Regions from separate parts of the Triticum aestivum genome. Here region 1 is linked to region 2. The links are chromatin contacts, called in public Hi-C maps. All regions are on one chromosome and are shown on one strand. Each heading gives the region's core, a stretch centred on a gene start, on an enhancer-like site or on the middle of the called end of the contact. The rest is flanking DNA. Distances are from core to core; before and after follow the strand shown. Region 1 overlaps LOC123087173 (F-box protein At1g55000). Region 2 holds the start of LOC123082387 (pre-mRNA-splicing factor 18-like).

Region 1 (6,617 bases), core at 2,335-4,834, 140 kb before region 2:
TATTTCTTATTGGGTGTGTCTAGATGTGCTCTAGTTATTGCACATCTAAGTGAGTGAATCAAGTATAGAGAGGAAAAGAAAAAAGAAAAAAAATATTCACACGAATCTCTTGTGGTTGGCGTCAGACGAGACGAAGCTCCGATTTACCATGCTCAGATGGAGATGCTGTTGGGGATGCCCTTGGCGGTGAGGCCGGCGGCGGCACCCTTGTGGTCGGAGGTGTTAGGGTAGAGCAGCATGTAGGGAAACTTGGCCGGGCCGTTGCGGTTCAAGAGCTGCGGGTCGTGGTTCATGCCCACCACCTTGCTCTCGATCTCCACCAGCCGCTCGCTGAACCGCTTGAACACCTCCAGCGCCTTGGGGTCGGAGGTCCACTCCGGCGTGTCGCGCTGCCCCAGGTAGAGCTCGTCGGAGGAGTGCTTCGACAGCACCTCCAGCAGCGAGATGCCGATGATGGTCTGGATCTGGCTCGTGATGGTGTGGATGAAGGCCCGCTCCGGGTCGCGCTCCAGCTCCGCGTACTCCTCCGTCCCGGGCTCCGGCATGCGGCGCCGGCTCACCGTCGGCCGGTTTGGGAGGAACCCCGCGTACGGGTACTGCCCGAAGTTGACCGCCGCGTGCAGCGCCGACCCGATCCAGATGATGGTGGTGCACGCCTTGGCCAGCTCGCCCACGTCCTGCATCTTGGGCCACCATGGCGCGTCCTTGAGGTCGCCGTGCCCGACCTCCCGCGCCTCCTTCCACCACGCCTGCAGCTCCACGTCGCCCTGGAGCACGCCGTCGTTGGGGTAGTAGATGGCCAGGTACTCGCTCACGTACTCCTCGATGGCGTGCCAGATCGCCAGCCCGTCCGCCGCGTACGGGTAATCCGACACCAGCAGCCGCACCTTGTACGGGCTCGACGGGTCCTCCACCGCCATGCCCCTCTTGATGAGATCGTCGGGCAGGCCCTGCTCGGTGAACTTCCAGTCCTTGTACACCACCGACGACATCCCCAGCGCGAACCGTCATCTCGAAGATGCCGCCGGCGTTGATGAGCGTCTGCATGGTCATGGTGTCGCGGTAGTGCGGGCTCAGCAGCTTGTGCACCGGGTGCGTCACGCTGAGGTGCCGGTTCGTCGAGATCACGAACGGCTCCATCACCGCGTGAGTGTTCAGCCTGCATGCACGTTCCAATCGTATTACATCAGGTGTCTTGGATATGGATGTATCTAGAACTAAAATATGTCTTGATACGTATATTTCCGCGACAAGTAATTCCGAATGGAGGGAGTACTCGTCACTGATTTAATGAGACTTTGTACTAAATCAACGACAGATAATATGGTGCAACAGTTTTCCTCACCTACCAGCGTGCCACGGTGCCAGTTTCATTCAATCTTGTGCTGCACCTAGCCATACTATCTTTTCTACCAACACGGAATAAATTCTGCACCCACTAAATATATTTTATCTCAAAGAAGACTTAATGACCATGAATGACGAAGCCGGCCGGTGAAAAGGAAAGGAGAGGAGAGGCAAAAGGATCACTCACGTCGTTGGCGAAGAAGACGCGGCTGTAGGTGTAGCTGGCGGCGGGGTAGACCCAGGAGTTGGCGACGAAGGAGAGGCTGCCGCGGCCGGGGACGTCGTGGAGGGTGACGGTCTTGAGCAGGAACTCGGAGCTGTGGTAGTTGTTGACGATGATGGCGCCCGGCACCCCGAGCTTCTCCACCTCCCAGTCGAAGGTGAGGCCAAACTTGGACTCCCCCGTCGTCAGCGACGGCAGGCTCGTCACCCACTGCTCCAGCTCCGCCTCCGCGCCCGCCGTTGTCTGCACGCACGTATTATCATTATCAGATTCTCACATGCTTAGTTCATCACTCTGCCGCCCGGCTATTACTACTGATCTTACTTTACTTTGATTATTGAGAGAGATATTAGTTTACTCCTACTTCTCCGTTCAACGCTACTCCCTCTGTAAATTAATATAAGAGCGTTTAGAACACTACTTTAGTAATCTAAACGCTCTTATATTAGTTTACGGAGGGAGTACTATTTGTTGGAAGGGAGAGAGGAGGATTGGTGGAATAGTTTTTTGTATTGCTTGAGTCTCGTGGGCATATATATAGGAGTACATGATCTACTTGGAGTACAAGGCAAGCCGAAATATTTCCTAGTCTAACCTATGTTTCCTAATACAATCACGTTACTCAACATCCCCCCGCAGTCACAACGGTAGCGACGCAGACGGTGAGACTGGAGAAGAATCCGAAGGCAAGCCGACGGACGCCCCCTCACAGTCGTAACAGTCGACGCATCGCGGAGTCGTGGCTGGAGTGGCAACCGACGAGGTTGCTCAAGCAAGGCGATAGCCCTTTGTGCCGTTTGTCGAGGTAGCCGAGAGCGTGGGTGGTGGAGCCCTTTGTGCCGTTTGTCGAGGTAACGCGAGGTGGTGAATATATTGTTACCTACTCCCTTCGTCTCAAAATTCTTGTCTTAAATTTATTTAGATACGGTTATATCAAGTCACATTTTAGTATTAGATACATCTCTATCTAGACAAATCTAAGACAAAAATTTTGAAATGGAGGGAGTACATAGCAAAACATAGTACATTCATGTAAGTTAAAAGTAAACATAATTTATTGTGGAAAACATCGTTAATTATTTTTGTAGTTATAGTATATGCTTGTACTAACGAAATCTAATAGGTAATGTATTTTAAACCGAGTTCAAATCAGTCACGGTATGTGGTACTGTACTAATCAATCGTGGTCTCTCGGTACGAAGGTGTGTGAATGATTGAATGGTCCCTTTCATAAATCGCCAAAAAGATCTCCTATTCACCATCTAGTAGACGCTAATTAAAGTGCAATAAGCGCTCCTTTGACCTAGCCAACCGCCCCTCCAAAAAGCTAGGGTACTCTGCCTCCCGCCGGCGCCGGCACCGGTCCGTCCCGTCTTCGGTGGCCTTAGGACCATGAAGGCGGAGTGATCTCGCCCCTTGCCGGTGGGAGGGCTTTGTTTTTAGATCTTTTTTCGATCTTTGTTAGGATTTGCGTCCTACTCAGGAAGGCGAGACGGCGGCGGCTCCCTGAAGATGGAATAAAGGTCTCCCCGCCTAGCCCCCGTTCCGGTGATGTGTTCAGCATCATCGGTGGGCGTGTGGAGTTGTGTCTCCGACTGATATGTGCTTGGTGGATTTGCTTGGATCTGTTTGTCGTTCGTCTTCGTTCGTATGTCTTCAGGCTGGATCCTTTTAATCTACACTCTTCATCTGCGGCGGTTGCTGTTCTGGTGCGTTGGTTCTATGAAGCCTTAGCACGACGACTTCCCGACTGTCTACTACAACAAGGTTTGCCCGGCTCCGATGAGGGAGGGGCGATGGCAGCGGCGCGCCTTCGGCTCGCTTCAGTGTTTGTAGTCGTCGCTAGGTGGTCTACAGACCTGAACGTAATTTTTATTATTTCTAGTATTAATTGTACTACCATGATTGAAGATGAATAGATTGGAAATTTTCCCTGCAAAAAAAAAAATTAAAGTGCAATAAGCAGCGAGCATACAGTGCACGCATCTACGTCGTCGATCGAAACACCGCCGTGGGCCGTCACGGTATGTTCTGCCCGCATGCGTGGGCCTGCCTTACTTACACTGTGGTGGGTAGCTGGTTTCGCTTGTAACCTCGCGGCCCAATAAATGTGAAAGAACCTAGTCGATGAATACGTACAATGCGCATGCATGTCGCATTATGTAAACCCGTCGATTGTCTAGAAAAATGTAAACCCGTCGAACAATTTTTCCCTGACTTGTTTTTTTTTGGTGAAGTTTCCCCTAACTCGTGTGACCAGGAATTATAGAACAGCATGTGTGGTACAGTGGTAGTTTTAGTGATTAGTGAAAATCAAGACAAACGAGCAAGAGGCTAAAAGGTGTGCAAAATCATAGTGTGATAGTGAACCAAATATTGAACTAGTGTAGCCGAAAATTATTGTGTGACAGTGAAGCAAATATTGAATTAGTATTGGGTGTGACTGATAAAGAGTAAACACATCTCTACTCTTATAAAAAATAGAGTTGATGATGATGGCGTGCATGCCATCCTGCAATATAGGCCGTTCGATTTATATCTGACGGATAGGAAGGAAACCATGACAATTTTATAAAAAGATATCCGCACTCCTCTTCACATTTGCATATAAGGCCTTCCCTCGCTTATCCTTATCTCCCACAAGACAAACTTATCATATAAAATGCATCTTGATGTTCCGTGCAACGCACGGGCATCTTGCTAGTTTAGTGAAAATAATACTGAAACATGTTGTCAATTACATGGTTCTCGGCTGCACCCTTGTTAAGAGCATCTCCAACAGAAGCGCTATATAAGCGACGCGGGGTATAAAAACTGCTTTTAGCGCGCACGGACCCGATTTGGAGTCTCTAGCAGCCGCACAAAAAACACGCGTAAGCTATAACTAATGCAGCGCGCGCATTAAAAAGGCATCGCGCGCAGCATATTTAGTGCATCCAGTAGCGCGCGCTGCAAACTCTGGGCTGCTGTAGATGGGACCGCTTGATTGGGACCGCTGGACTCGCGCGCGCAGCATATTTTGCATCGCTTGTTGGAGCAAACGTCTTCTAGCGCTTTAAAAAGAACTACTTACGCGTTGTAAACCCGTTTTTTGGGCGGCTGTTGGAGATGCTCTAAGATATTAGCTCTGGCAACTACATTGAGTTTTCCTTCTTCCAATTTTACTGGGATACGACAAGTTGTCCTTCACTGCTTCCCCGATTTAAAAAGTTGGAAATTGTAGGTGGAAGATACAGTTTTGAGTTAAGTAAAACTTTGGTCACAGAATGAGTGAGGACAAGAACGATTCGAGCTGATGAATGTTCCTTTTCAAGTGCAAATGCTATACAGTAGTTGCTACAATTATCCCCTTTCAAGTTTACCTTACACAGGTCCACAGTTCCACATTACTATATTACACATGGGAGAGGGGCAACCCAGTAATGGTTCAAGCAGACAAGTACGTAGAGATCATCAAATGATATGTATACTCACCTATACACCAATACCCTTGTATATACTTCCCACTGGCCTGCATCTAATGGCCCGCTTGTCGCTGCTCCCACCTAAGGTCCTCCGAGAACTCCATCATAGCAGCTCTCGGATCGCCACCTGTGACGGACAGGTAGTACTCGGCAGTTCCGTCATCCACATGCAAGCTTCGCCTCACCGACTCGAGAATCCGTTTGCTTTGCCTTTTTGCAGCTGCAGCGTTTGCCACGGATTCTGCGTTTCTATTCGGGTGGCCCTCGGGATAAAAGACGGCGACCTCTCTCTTTGAGTTGTGATCCATCTCAATGTAGCATGTGCTCCCCAGAAGGATTTCTGGATCACTGATTGGTATCAGAAGCCTCTCCCTCGAGTAGATACCGTGGTCACTCATCATGTTGTTGAACCGTTTGATATCGGTCACCTGCTTGAAGTTCACATGATATCAGATACGGTTTGACGAAGAACAGAGAAGGTTTGCTCACACAAGCACAGTACAGCTGCATATCTTTCTGAAACAGTGGAAATATTTGCCTGGAATGGTACAAATTACCGGCATTCAGCCACTGACAAATGGAGTAGCTGAGCATACCAATTGTTTTCAAATTTAAGTTGCATAGACAGCTTTGTCAATAACAGTAGTCCAAAAAGTCTGAACATGTGTGTGGTCAATGTTTCAGATTAGGACTGTGCTAACGACCAGTCCGCACGACTAGTTCCTACGCGTAATATGAGAAGAAAATGGAAGTGCTTGAAATAGGATTTGAACCCAGGTCTATGCAATAGTGGTTGAGCCTAATGACCAACTAAACCAACATTTGTTGTTGTCTATTGTAGACAAACAATGTTATCTGAACCTTTCTTATTTCTGCCATATCAGAAAAAATAAAGTTTGGCTTGGTAACTTTGGCATGACCAGCGTGATTACTATGGTATGAGCAACATGATAAGGCTGGTAACTACAGTACGAGAAGGTTAAGGCATGGGGAAGTATGGCAATTTAACACGGGAATTACTGGTGAAAATGTTTCAAAAACTGTTCCCCCTTGGATGAAAGATAACATGGTGTTTAAAACGTAAGATATTAGTTATCAAGTCTGTGATATCATGCTTTTTACACAGAAATTCCCGGGTGTATGTTTTTCAACAAATAAATCTGGTCAAAAATTACAGTGGCGTTTCTATGGGAGTTATCAACTTTGTATGTGTCTGTTACCATGCTATTTACATAGAAATTACCGGGGTTGCCCCCCCCTCCCTCGCCACAGTCGCCACATTTACCAGGATCGGGTACATAAGTTATTAGGTCTACCATGTATGAGTTATCATGTTTTTTGCACAGAAGTTATCGTGGCATGTTTCAGCGACTTGCCCCACCCCCACCCTCGCTGATCAAGTTATCAGGACCGGGGTACATAAGTTATTTGGTCTGCCATGTTTGAGATATCATGTTATTTGCACAGAAGTTACCGTGGTATGTTCCAACGACTCCCCCCACCCCCACCCTCGCCGAAGTTATCGACAAAGTTTCTAGGACCGGGGCACATAAGTTATCGGGTCTATGAAATGTGACTTACCA
Region 2 (6,290 bases), core at 2,437-4,936:
GAAGGTTGTATACAACTATGTACATGAAAGAAAAGAAATATACGAAAACATATCTCCAAGGAAACCATTAGCCACCACACGTATGAGAAAAATACATGAATGTACAATCATTATATATTCAGTCTAAACTCATCACAAAGTTCGGACACGAAGGAAGAACAAGATCCCAAAGAGACCATGGGTATTTATTCCACGCATCGAAGTACTTCGCCGTTCAATCTTGTAGCTCGGCAACCATCCCGCCAATGATTAAATCACCCAGGTTAAGATGCAAACAACCGACATGGTTAAAGAGTGGGAAAATAAGCCTGATCCTGCACGTCTAAAACTATATAGATACATAAAACAACACCATTTTATGATCAAGTGCACAAAATCCATTAGAGTTTACAGTTTTTGAAGCTGCAGATATATCTTGCTTCAGTCATGGTTGTTTCTTGCTAGCCTATGTATCCATCCATTAGTTTGCTATCCTGTGTGAACTCTTTGGGAATTGGTGATGGAAATAATAAGCAATGCACAAATTGTTACATGTCTTGTGCGTCAATTACCAATTGACCCTTTATGTTCTTATACCCATTGCTCTTATGCCCTCTCTTCTTCCTCTTCCTAGCTTGCTTTTGGGATATCACATCGAATTTGTGCACCTATATTTTGTTTTTACGCTAAAGCAACCAAGCAAGCCAAAAAGAAAAGGAAGGAGTTCTTGAGAACAATAGGAATAGGAGGCATCAGGAAATACCAAATAGAATTCTCACCTCCAACACTAGAGGTGAAAACAAAGCATTTAGACTTTTCTCCATGTTCCCAATCCCACTGCTCTCAAGCTCTCTTTTCTTCCTCTTCTTGACTAGCCTTCAAGATCTCAGATTGTCTAAGTATGTGCACACATATTTATGGGTTATACATTAATTTTTTGCTCAAGCGAAAGAGGAGAGGAAGGAGTGCTCAAGAACCATAGAAATGGAAGACATCAGGAAAGCACAAAACTAAATATTTGCACCTCCAACATGAGAAGTGAAAACAAAAAGGTTTAGCTTTCCTCCATGTTTCCATTCCTAGTGCTCTTGTGCTCTTTCTTCCTCTTCCCCACTTACTCTCGGAGCCTACAAAATCTAAAGAAAAAAAGTATCAGACAACAAGCTTGAATTGTTGGACGAAGTGTTACAACTTTGATGTATAAATAGATGTGTTGTGCACTATGTTGAGAACCACATGAGAATCAAGTAATGAAGACAAGCAATGCATCTAATATCACTATAGAGTTAATGATAATGGGGCCCATCGTCACGTATTGTACAAAGCATGTGCATGGAGATCTCTCTTGCAGCTTACTTTCTTCACAGTTAATATATCTCTTGCGAAGATGGTTGCGTTAGGAAACATCAACAAACGGAAGTATCACTTGGAGATGTCGCCCTCCAGACAGCAATTTCTTACACGACACCTCCCTCGTATGAATGTTGTTTATCACATTCACAAGAACATCAATGGCATAGCTCACAATTGTGCTCGTCAGGTTCTCAATTCAAGGATAGAACCTCTCTTCACCCATTTTTCTCAAGGCAATTCTTCCTGCCCTTCTAATGTTTTGTCTTCATAACTTTGAAGTGGAGGATTTGTAATACACGTTGTACTTTGCTTTTGAGGTGAATGAAAATTTGGTGCTCAATGACACCTTCCTTGTGTTAAAAAAAGTGGAAGCTTGGAAGCATTCGTGAATATAGTGACCCAAAGCTCATCCTTCATGCACGCATTTTCCCCGTGTTTTTCAAAAGCAGCTCACCGAGATGCTGAAATTCAAGTACGAGCCCCCTATGAATTGTAAATCAGAAAAAGTAGGTACGGAAGAAAAATAACTTCTTTTTTACAATTAGCATATTTGTTTTAAATTTTAGCGAAGAAAAGATGTGTGATGGTACGGACAAAAAAGAAAAAAAAATGGTGCTAAAAAAGCCATTTAAGAGCACACGTTTTTACCTTTCTTTGCACAGATTGCCACATGACTATTCTCGACGAAAATTTACATGCAGTCAGAACTTGCTCAAATTTATTCAATTTCACATCTTAAAATGAATTCTCGGACGAACTTAAAACGAATTTACAGTTTCACAGTACCTGTGATTTTGTTTCTTCGAGGAACAGTCCAAGAAGGAACAGAGTGCTGCTACGTTCAACACACTAGCAATCATCATCACACTCCCAACTTTTTTATCACGTCTAGAACAAAATAATGAACATACATACGGTCATCAGGATGGCTTTAGGCCTTGATCATCACAGCCAGATCTTTATCAGCCAACAAGAAAGCCAGAGAACAATTTTCGTCAAATGGCAGTAAAGTTTTGAGCTTCTAAAATGCAGAGATTGGCGATGGTGATTCGTCGTCAGGAGGCAGCCACCAGCCGGAGCGTCTCCTCCGGTTGGTTCTCGGCGCTCTTCTCGGCGAGGAGGAGGGAGTGCAGGTCGCTGCCGTTGGCGAGGCTGTTGAACTCGACCGACCTGGAGGGGTCCGTGGGGTACCTCCGCTGGCAGAAGGTCATGAGCCGCTTCACCGACTGCAGGTACTTCCGCGTCGTCTCGTCGTTCATCACGTGGGCGACGCCGTTGGCGTGGATCTTCTCCCGGGCCGACCGCTCGTGGATGCCCACCATGGTCACCCCGATCGGCCACGGCGAGTTGCCGATCGCCAGCCTGATGTAGCTGTCCGTCGCCGCCAGGTAGTCCCGCCGCGCGCAGCACCGCACCACGTCCAGCAGCGCGCGCCGGACGTCGCCGGGGAGGGCCTTCTTCCTGCACAGCCTGAAGAGCGGCTCCAGGTAGCGCGCGCACTGCTTGCAGGTGGCCACCGCCGCCTTGCCCCTGGCCGTGCGCCGCTCCGCGTCCGGCGTCTCGTCCAGCTCCTGGCCCCACTCGCTCAGCAGCCGCTTGAAGAAGGCCACGATCTTGTCCTCGTCGCAGAGCTCGTCGAACGGCGCCTCCTCCTTCTCTTTCTCGCCGTCGCCGTCGCTCCTGTCGGCCGCGCCGGCCTTGGGCTTGGACGCCACGGCCGCGGCCCTGGCGCGCGGGGCCTGGAAGTCGCGGAGGAAGTCGTTGGTCTGGCCCTCCCCGATCTCCGCGGCGTCCACGCCCGCGACCGCGGCGGGGTCCTCGAGCGCGTCGTGGAGGCGGCGGAGGCGCGCGGCGTCGTCCTCGCCGAAGAGCGTGGCCGGCTGGCGCAGCAGGCGCAGGCGCCGGATCACCTCCTCCCTCGGGAGCGACGACGACTCCCGCGAACCTTCCGCGCGGTCGTTGCACGCCTTCGCCACGTTGGCGACGGCGGCTGGAGGCAACGCGGGCATCGAGGAGGAGGAAGACGACGCGGGGGCGGGGCGGGACCGGAGCTCCTCCTCCTCCTTCTTCTTCTGGATGAGGCGCTCCCGCTCGGCGACGCGGAGGCGCTGGATCTCGAGCGCCTCGATCTCGGCGCGGCGGAGCACCTTGCGGCCGCCGAAGTCGGCGTCCAGCTGCCGGCGCTTGAGCTGCAGCTCGCGCTTCAGGACGTCCATGGCAATGGCTCGATCGATCTGGATGGTTCTCCCGGAGGCTGCGGCTGCGATGGATCGGAGCGTGGCGCCGTCGGCTTTTGAGATTTCCGGGAGCGGGGCCTGGAAGGTTCGTGATCTCGCGCTCTGGATCGGTGGTGGTGCCGGAGAAGGAATCGGAGGAGCGAGCGAACCGGCGCGAACCTTCTCGAGCCTTTGAACCTACGACGCGGAAGGCCGACGCAACTCTCGGCCCGCTACAACAAGCCCAGACAGCACAAGGCGCGAGGCCCAGCTAGCAGCAGCCCGGCGAGGCGACGCGAAGCCCAGGGGGCTAGCGACAGAAGTGCTATAGCGAAAATACATAACATGGTTGAAAAAGTTCCATTGGCGCCAATGTGGATGAATAGCAAGATCAAAAAAGAAGACTTAAATTTTGGGTATTAAATCTGGTCGATCGTTCTACTCATATGTGAAGTTTCGTGAAAGAATGACGCACACAGTATTATTTAGGCCGATTTTAATCATTAAATAAAAATAAACTACATTAGGTCCGAAAAATTGAACCATACACGGATAAAAGACATGTCTAATACAACAAAATAATGCATCAGATCTATTTGAACTCGTTGACAGTAGCTACATGTTTTACATTTTGTACTTTTCAACAAGGCTCAAAGGAAAAGGCCACGACAAACTAAGCTTGTACAAACTTAACTAACCTCACACCATATGAGACGTGTGAGCTTTATTGCGTATGATATCGCCTCCATCGTCGAGACAATGCCACCATGAACGCAAAAAACTATTATCAAGAAAAAGTTTAGGATACCATCCAACATTAATACATGGTTTCCCTCTTCCCGTGCCAAAGTGGCCATCAGATAGACGAGAAACCGGCGGGAACACAAACGAAAAAACGTTGCTAATGTCTCTCTCATGGCTAGGGGCTCTGTCTCACAATATTCCCTCTAGATACAACTCATCAAAATTTCCCATTTCAACTTAGTTGATATGGAAGTTGCATGCCTCCTCGTAGTTTTTAATTTTTTCAAGCAAATGCCCTCTCGTAGTTGATTGCACACAAAAATGCCCTATAGACACATGGGCTTCCTCTTCTTCCTTCTCCTCTCTCCCTCACTAAGCTTTCTACCCCTATGTGCTAATCCCTCGAATAACATCAATTGATTCCTTAAAATTCACTATGAGCCCCATTGCCCCTATCTCGCTCCATAAGTTCGAGCAGACAACTCGAATAGTGCTTGGATGGGATGAAGAAAGAAAAATGGCCAGCGTTAATGCGGAGCGACCGCACTAGAGCGGCATGAATGCGGGGCAACCGCATCGGGCGTGAAAGGGCATGCGCAAGGGAGAGGGTTCATGCAAAGCCCCCTCCCCCAGTTTGCTTCCGGTTTGCGGGAGAAAGAACGTCTGGACTGGCTAGTGGACAAATACAGGACTGCAATGGATTTGAAAACACATTCGGACTGCACGGATTGGACGGCTGCGGACGATTTGAGGGTCCGTGTTCGAGATGCCCTAAGCATCTATGATAGTACCGTGTTTAAAAGAAAACATTTAGATCCAGCCGACCGGCCAAAACTTTGACCCATTGCCGGTTCGTTCTCATCTCCTCCTTCTCCTTCCACCTCCATGTGCTCCCCGTCGTTTCCCCGCTACCACGCGATCCCTCCCTTCTGTTGTTCTATTCCCACTGCTCAGGGCGTCGGCAACGACTACATCTGTTACAAGCGATGGAACCGAGGGTGGCCGAGCTGCAAACGTAAGCTGGCGAGCTACAACCGGCTGGGGCATGCTGCAACCAGCAACCGAGTTGTTACTACCTCGACTGGCAAGTGCGGCGGCAGAGCACACGGATGCTTCGACCGTTGGGGAGGGAGCTGCAAGCGTGTACTGGTTCTGGTGGAACATGTGACCGCGATGAGCTGCGGGGCCATCACGGCAAGTTGGACTGGAAGGGTGGGGGTGCTGCAAGCACGGACCTGGTTTGCCGGGACCGACAAGGCATTTTGCTGGAACCAGTACCAATGCTCTGCCCGAAGTTCGTTGTTGCTGGACGAGCGAATTTTTGCCACAACCATATCCTTTTTTTGCCGACGAGCATTAGCGGCGAGAGTTGATAGCGAGAACGGTGGCGACTGTCGACGGCAAGGGCAAACTGGGGAGGGGTGGACGCGGCAGCAGGGGCAGCCGCCATGAACCCGCAGCGTGTTTTTCTCAGATCTGATGCGCTGGCAGGGTGAGAAGCGATGGGATGGGCGCATCCGACGGCCGGCCGACTTGCGCCTAGTACCGGCCTAAAAAAAATACAAAGCGGCACGGAAAGCAGCTCTGCGCCAAGACCTGTGAATCAACCTGTGGTTGGATGGTCAGGTGAACAGTGGCGTCCCAGTCCACCAGGGTTCCCGTCGATGCGTGTTCAATGGAAGGAGACGTTCCCGTCGTCTTCGTCAGTCTCAAAATGACACGCCGACTTAATCTTTCGACGGTGCTCATAAAGATAGCGTGTGCGTGCATGTTCTTAAAAGAAAGTGCTCTGCGCCAAGAGCGACCGACCGCCGTCCCGGACACGGATCACGGGGACGCGTCCACCTATTAAAACGTCCACCGCGCGGACGCGAGGAACACGAGCCGCTTCACGGAACCCAACCGAGTGGACCGGAATCGGACGCCAACTCACGCACTGACGCATATGTATGCGTGTGTGCGCACCCAAGTTCCCTGTCATCCACTCCCCACCTGCTC

Evidence for each region. Hi-C and Micro-C count contacts between places; a contact is called where the count stands out from the background.
Region 1: a contact with region 2 is called in a Hi-C map of leaf, with 4 times the contacts expected there. The contact joins the enhancer-like site here to the promoter of LOC123082387 in region 2. A contact is called at or near these places in 3 of 5 Hi-C or Micro-C datasets (all in leaf).

What each region holds. Positions count from the first base shown.
Region 1 is chr4A:583,561,943-583,568,559 of IWGSC CS RefSeq v2.1, reverse strand. LOC123087173 (F-box protein At1g55000) reads right to left here. Exons shown (of 2, transcript XM_044509098.1): 2 at 4,857-5,462. The coding sequence ends at 5,088. It also overlaps the pseudogene LOC123087172. Among protein-coding and RNA genes, the nearest start is that of LOC123087173, 5.5 kb to the right of the region's middle. Within about 2 kb of position 3,584, at least 6 of the 8 cell types and tissues checked have an H3K27ac peak or open chromatin away from gene starts, as enhancers often do. A contact at or near this core is called in leaf, where this site is marked.
Region 2 is chr4A:583,423,280-583,429,569 of IWGSC CS RefSeq v2.1, reverse strand. LOC123082387 (pre-mRNA-splicing factor 18-like) reads right to left here and starts at 3,686. Exons shown (of 1, transcript XM_044504728.1): 1 at 2,033-3,686. The coding sequence starts at 3,548. The coding sequence ends at 2,388. LOC123087169 (suppressor of disruption of TFIIS) reads left to right here and starts at 6,280. Exons shown (of 7, transcript XM_044509091.1): 1 at 6,280-6,290.